Regions from separate parts of the Xenopus laevis genome. Here region 1 is linked to region 2. A link is a contact called in public Hi-C data. All regions are on one chromosome and are shown on one strand. The core of a region is the stretch at or near the end of the contact, and the rest is flanking DNA. Distances in the headings are between cores, read along the strand shown.

The links. Hi-C and Micro-C count contacts between places; a contact is called where the count stands out from the background.
Region 1: a Hi-C map of the XL177 cell line shows a contact between it and region 2, with 3 times the contacts expected there. The contact joins two enhancer-like sites. A contact is called at or near these places in 2 of 4 Hi-C or Micro-C datasets (the XL177 cell line and the XTC cell line).

What each region holds. Positions count from the first base shown.
Region 1 is chr3L:25,897,115-25,899,814 of Xenopus_laevis_v10.1, reverse strand. No RefSeq gene overlaps it. Among protein-coding and RNA genes, the nearest start is that of bpgm.L, 30 kb to the right of the region's middle. Within about 2 kb of position 1,379, at least 1 of the 7 cell types and tissues checked has an H3K27ac peak or open chromatin away from gene starts, as enhancers often do.
Region 2 is chr3L:25,836,858-25,839,557 of Xenopus_laevis_v10.1, reverse strand. It overlaps tnni1.2.L (troponin I type 1 (skeletal, slow), gene 2 L homeolog), which reads right to left. Exons shown (of 9, transcript NM_001086312.1): 7 at 2,642-2,700; 8 at 1,652-1,754. The coding sequence ends at 1,659. Among protein-coding and RNA genes, the nearest start is that of tnni1.2.L, 14 kb to the right of the region's middle. Within about 2 kb of position 1,252, at least 1 of the 7 cell types and tissues checked has an H3K27ac peak or open chromatin away from gene starts, as enhancers often do.

The sequences.
Region 1 (2,700 bases), core at 130-2,629, 60 kb before region 2:
CCCCTGGATACTAAAAGTGAATTTAAAGTGAACAGCCCCTTTAATCAGCTGACTTCTGCTAAATTGATTGTGGAGTGAGAAATTAGTGATGAGCAAAATTCTTCGCCAAGTTTTGCCGCAAAAATGACTTCCATAGACTCCAATGGGTGAAAAATTTGTCGCGAGTCAACAAAAATTTGTCACCTAATGACTTCAACACATTTTTGCAAATTTTCGCGTTTCACAAATTTCCGGCAAAGCGAAATTGGTCAGATTCACCCATCACTAGCACTGAGAATCAGTAAGCACGTGGAAGCCACTGATTGGCTTCATTTTAAATGCTGCTCCAGATACAGGAGGGATGGAAAGTGTAGTCACGCCTTGAGGTTAGAAGTTATTTAACCAATCAAATGCTGAGTAATGATTTGAATTTTCTTCTATTGAGCTGGCAAGCTGCTGCTGCTGCTGCTGCTGTTGCTGGGGAAGATGGTTTCTTGCTGTTTGCTCTGATCATAGCACTCCTGTTGTGTGCAAGAACTTACACCCCCCATGTGAACAGATGAACAGTAGACTCTGGCAAAGAGGGGCTGCTGTAAAATGCCATAGACAATCACTATTTATTGGGCACATGGGCAATGTTGTCATCTGCTGTCATATAGGAGAAATCTATATGCAATGTGATATGTTAAACTTTATATCATAAGTGAGCCTTTTCGTATGTCCATTATGCAATTCATTGCACTAAACGCTTATCGCATTAACCGATATATCTTATGTTTAACGGCCCATTGAAAGCTCCAGTAATGCTTAATTTTCACAGTTCAACCCCGAAACCTCTTACTGATTGAAGTCTTTTGCGTTATCTTCCAATTTCCCTTACACCACCATAAACTGGCAGATGCTCTTTCTCTTATCGCTAAAGACTTTTCACTTTAAAGTGGCTTCAAGGCAGTTACCACGTCAATATATATTTCATTAACAAAAGTACTTTCAAATGTTCTATGGTTTTTTACAGACATATTTATTAAAATTATTTGCCTTATTTTTATTATTCCTTTTTTATTAATGTCTATATTTTGTTTACATACTTTGGTGTATAACACTTGACTACTGACTAGTACTACATAAATGTCTTTCTTTTGGACCCTAGCAAGCAGCCCTTGTTTGAAACAGCAAGCTATAAACAACCACAATACTCATTCCTGGGCTACCTGCCATGCCAGCCACCCAACCAATAGGGGTTGGGTGGACAAGTGTAACCGAGCAACCAATTGTCACCACCCCTGTGGGACCCATGCCTGACAAGTGCCTCATTACCTGTCAGCTACTTAACTGTATCAACACTGGCTATAGGCCCCCAAGTCAAGCATTTAGACAAATTTAGAACATGAGACTTGGAGACTTGGCCAGATCTCAGCTCAGAGTCAATTAACCTAGTGCAACCTATAGGCAGCCATACCCTGGCCAATAGGGGGAATTCTCTGACTGATCAGGCCACAGGAAAAAAATACAGAGAACTAACAAGGGGCAACACTATGGCAGCCTTTTAATTTCTCTAATCATTTGGGCAGACAGCTTGAACGACTGGAAGGCTACAAAGTACACAAGAGCCAACAGGGTGCATTTGCATATGAAAATAGAAAGCCAGTAATTAGTTATATTACCCAAATCCTCTGGAGCCTGAGTACAACCCATCTTCTCAGGGTTGTTGTTGTTCAGCAGGAACATCTTCCTCTTGTTCCTGCTCCTCCTGTTCCTGGTCCTGCTGTTGTTCCTGATCCTGCTGCTGTTCCTGCTCCTCCTGCTGTTTTTCCTGTTTCTCTTGCAATTCCAGGTCCTGCTGTTGTTCCTGCTCCTCCTGATGTTCCTGGTCCTACTGTTGTTCCACCTCATCCTGTTTTTGCTGTTCCTGATGGATCCCCTCTTCCAGTAGGTGGTCTTGCTTTTCTTCCTCTTGTTGACTGGCCCTAAATGGGAAAAAAAATCATTTAATGTTTGTTTTCAAAGTGTTGAGACTACAAATGCTGAACCTCAAAGAGTAGGGAGCATTTGGAAAACACCTACTGACTTGAAGTGGTGGGGCATTTAGTATATATATTTATATATAATATATATATAATTTAGTAGTTCTGGTACAAAAAACCTCCTAGCGGGTTGATCAAACCTCAGAGAGAATCCACAGAAGAAACACTGTAGTGTGATATCTGTATAGAGAGAGAAAACAATAAATAAAAACAAGTCAGCCTTAGGGATAATCCATTTTGAATTCATATTTCTTGCACCCGGTGCAGTTGACTCCATGTTAGCAAGAAAGGCTCAGTTATAACCTTTTGGTGTACCTACTGTATGTCCTTTTTGGACATGGATACAAAGTGGTTGATACAAAGATAGCTTGGTAAGCAAATCGCTGTCGAGAAATGATGGCACAGCCTGGAATGCTGCATTCTCTGTACATTTCTGTCTAACAAAAGCATAGTGTATGCCTTCTAATGCATCAATGCTTCCAAAAATATGATACCGCCATCATTTTTATATTCTTCTTTATTCTGTTTCCCCCCGCCTCTCACGTAACAAGGGACTGCACATGGTTAGAATATGATACATAGAACAGAACATGATTCACAGCTCTAATTGAATTAGTATGAAATATCTTGGCCTGCATTCTAATGCAAAACAGAACAGCTCCCTTGTATGTGGCTCTCTCCTTTGGGAAACCCTATA
Region 2 (2,700 bases), core at 3-2,502:
TGCTCTTGTTTCCTAATAAAAGTGTTGAAATCTAATTGCTGATTTGTCATTATGGGCAACATCACCGGTAATGTTTTCCGCCAATGTTTTATACATAATGATAAATAAGCCCCTTATTCTCTTCTCTTCCAGGAAGAAACCATGTCGACTAGTCTGACTGCAAACATGAACAGATTAAATGCCAGTATGGTAGAAAAATAAATGACCAAACTGGCAGAAACATTAGCCTCTGGGTTAAAACCCTGGTATTTTGGTCAACATCTTTGGAACATCCAGACATTGTTTGTTCATTTCACTATAATGTATATTATATAGTGAATAAAGTACCCCCTCTTGTAAAATATAAGGATATTATTAGTTACCGAGGAGTTTCATGACCATATAAAAACACGAGGCCGAAGGCCGAGTGTTTTTATACAGGTCATGGAACTCCGAGGTAACTTCTAATATCCTCATATTTTACAACTGGGGGTACTTTATTTATTATAATACACACATTTTAGTGAGTCATGTGACAGAAATGGCATCACTACTCACCGTTTATAACTGATGACATCACTACTCACCGTTTATAAGGATATAATTTACAGGATATTCATGGCTTTTGTGTATTATATGTAATTATATTACAGTGTCAACCCCCAGTAGTGGCTTGTGAGTGAATACAATAATCCTTTCTTCAAACACCCTATTTCGAGTCACTCTCATAAATCGAGCTTGAAATATTCAGGCAGGCATTTTCATGACGATCATAATTTCAGTGCAGATTTGTATGTTTGTCAACACCCCAAGCATGTAACATGGCAAGTAATGAAGAAGTGCTGAAAAGCAATTATCATCTCGCCTGGAGGGCTGTTTACCTCACCCTTTAAATAAAGTCAACCTGTATTTAAGAGGCAGATGAAATAAGACATGTGGACACAGTTGTCATAAACCCTTTCATTTTTTGGATGTTGTGTAATCTAGTCAGCTTTAATGTGATGTGAAAAGTATAAAAGATGTAAGGAATAAATAAAATAAATATGTTGAGTCAGACAGTGTCGGACTGGCCCGACGGGACACCGGGAAAAAACCCGGTGGGCCCGACCCTCATGGGCCCCCTGCCGGCCCAGACCCCCTTGCCCCATATTTTGAACCCCCCCTAAAAAATTTGGGCACCGTTCACGTATGCACGCCGGGTGGCGCAGTTCGCGCATGTGCCGTTCGCGCCTTGATGCGTGTGTGCAGCGCCTCAGTAGGGGGTGGGCGGAGAGGCCGGAGGGGGGCCCTGGACAGTGGTCCCGGTGGGCCCCGGGCCCCCCAGTCCGACCTTGGAGTCAGACCTTGTAAAAAAAAGGCTTTATGGCCCTAGCCCAGTGGTGTTACTATAGAAGAAGCAGACCACGCGGTTGCAGGGGGTCCCAAACAACAGGGTCTGGTTCCTCTAGGACATCAAATAAGTATTTTATTAACTGACTCCAGGTGTATCTAGGAGAGTATTAGGCATTCTCCCTAAACTTCATCCTAAATGGCTTTCATAGTAAGCCCCCAGCCAGTGCTCCAAGCCCTCCCACTTTAAGAAACACTGTATTACATAATGTACTACAATGTGCAAAGCTGATTGTAAACTACTGGTTATTCTTTGGACAGTTCTGTTGCCTTGCATATTTACCTTAGTTTTAAGCATTGCTGGTGTCAAATTTCTTCTTTCTGCCCTCCATGCCAGACATGGCTTCAATGTTTTTACGCCAATCCGTAACTTCAACTGCCTTTTCCTGTATTGGCAAGGGAAATGAAAATACAAAAAAGTAAATTGTTATATAATGTTTTTACATGGTATTTATAGTAGGGAGAATTGTTTGCCTAAAAAACAATCCAGTTGCCTATTGTAATTGTTTTGCTCTGTCCCATGGCTCTAACTAGAGGTTGTTAAGTTAGGCAGGTACCTTGGGTGCAACAGGAGGGGGTAGCGAATATGTGGGAGGGAATACAGTTCCCATCCATTCCCGCCACACTGAGCCCTCGGCACATAGTAGTAGAGAGATGGGGAATTGCATTGATTGGTGGAAAACGAGAGGTGGGCTCATAACAGGCAGGTGGGTGGGATGCAGCAGGGGGAGGGGTTGGCTTCGGTCAGCCATGGGAGCCTGTACCCTTTGGCCTGGCTCTGCTGTGTCCATTTGTAAAGGTGGCCATACATGTAGTGATCCGCTCATTTGGCTACTTTGCCCAGTGAGTGGATTTCTTCCAGATATGTCCACCATGAGGTGGGTGATATCGGGCTGACATGATTGTGGGCCGCAGGGCTCAACAATCGGATCACAAAGAGGAGAATATGGGAGGACGGATCGAGGACCACATCAACAAGTCAATGCAGTCCTCGATCTGATGGGATTTTTAAACCTGTCTGATCAACATCTGGCGAAGCCCATCGAACTCTCCATACACTGCCTAATGAGTTTCTGGTTTAGTCTGTCAGCAACTAATATTATACCATGTATGGAGGAATATATACACTGGAATATCTGTCCTGCATCTATGACACACCCCTTCCAGTATTTCCTGCTTCACAACCGTTCATTATGTTCTAGATCTTTGCCCTCTCCTCCTTGTCTAATCTCTTATTATTACCCTCGTAGGTAATAATTTAAAATTCACTCACCTTCTCATCTTCCTTTCTTACAGATTTCAGGTTGGCTCTTAGATCTACGGAAACCTTGT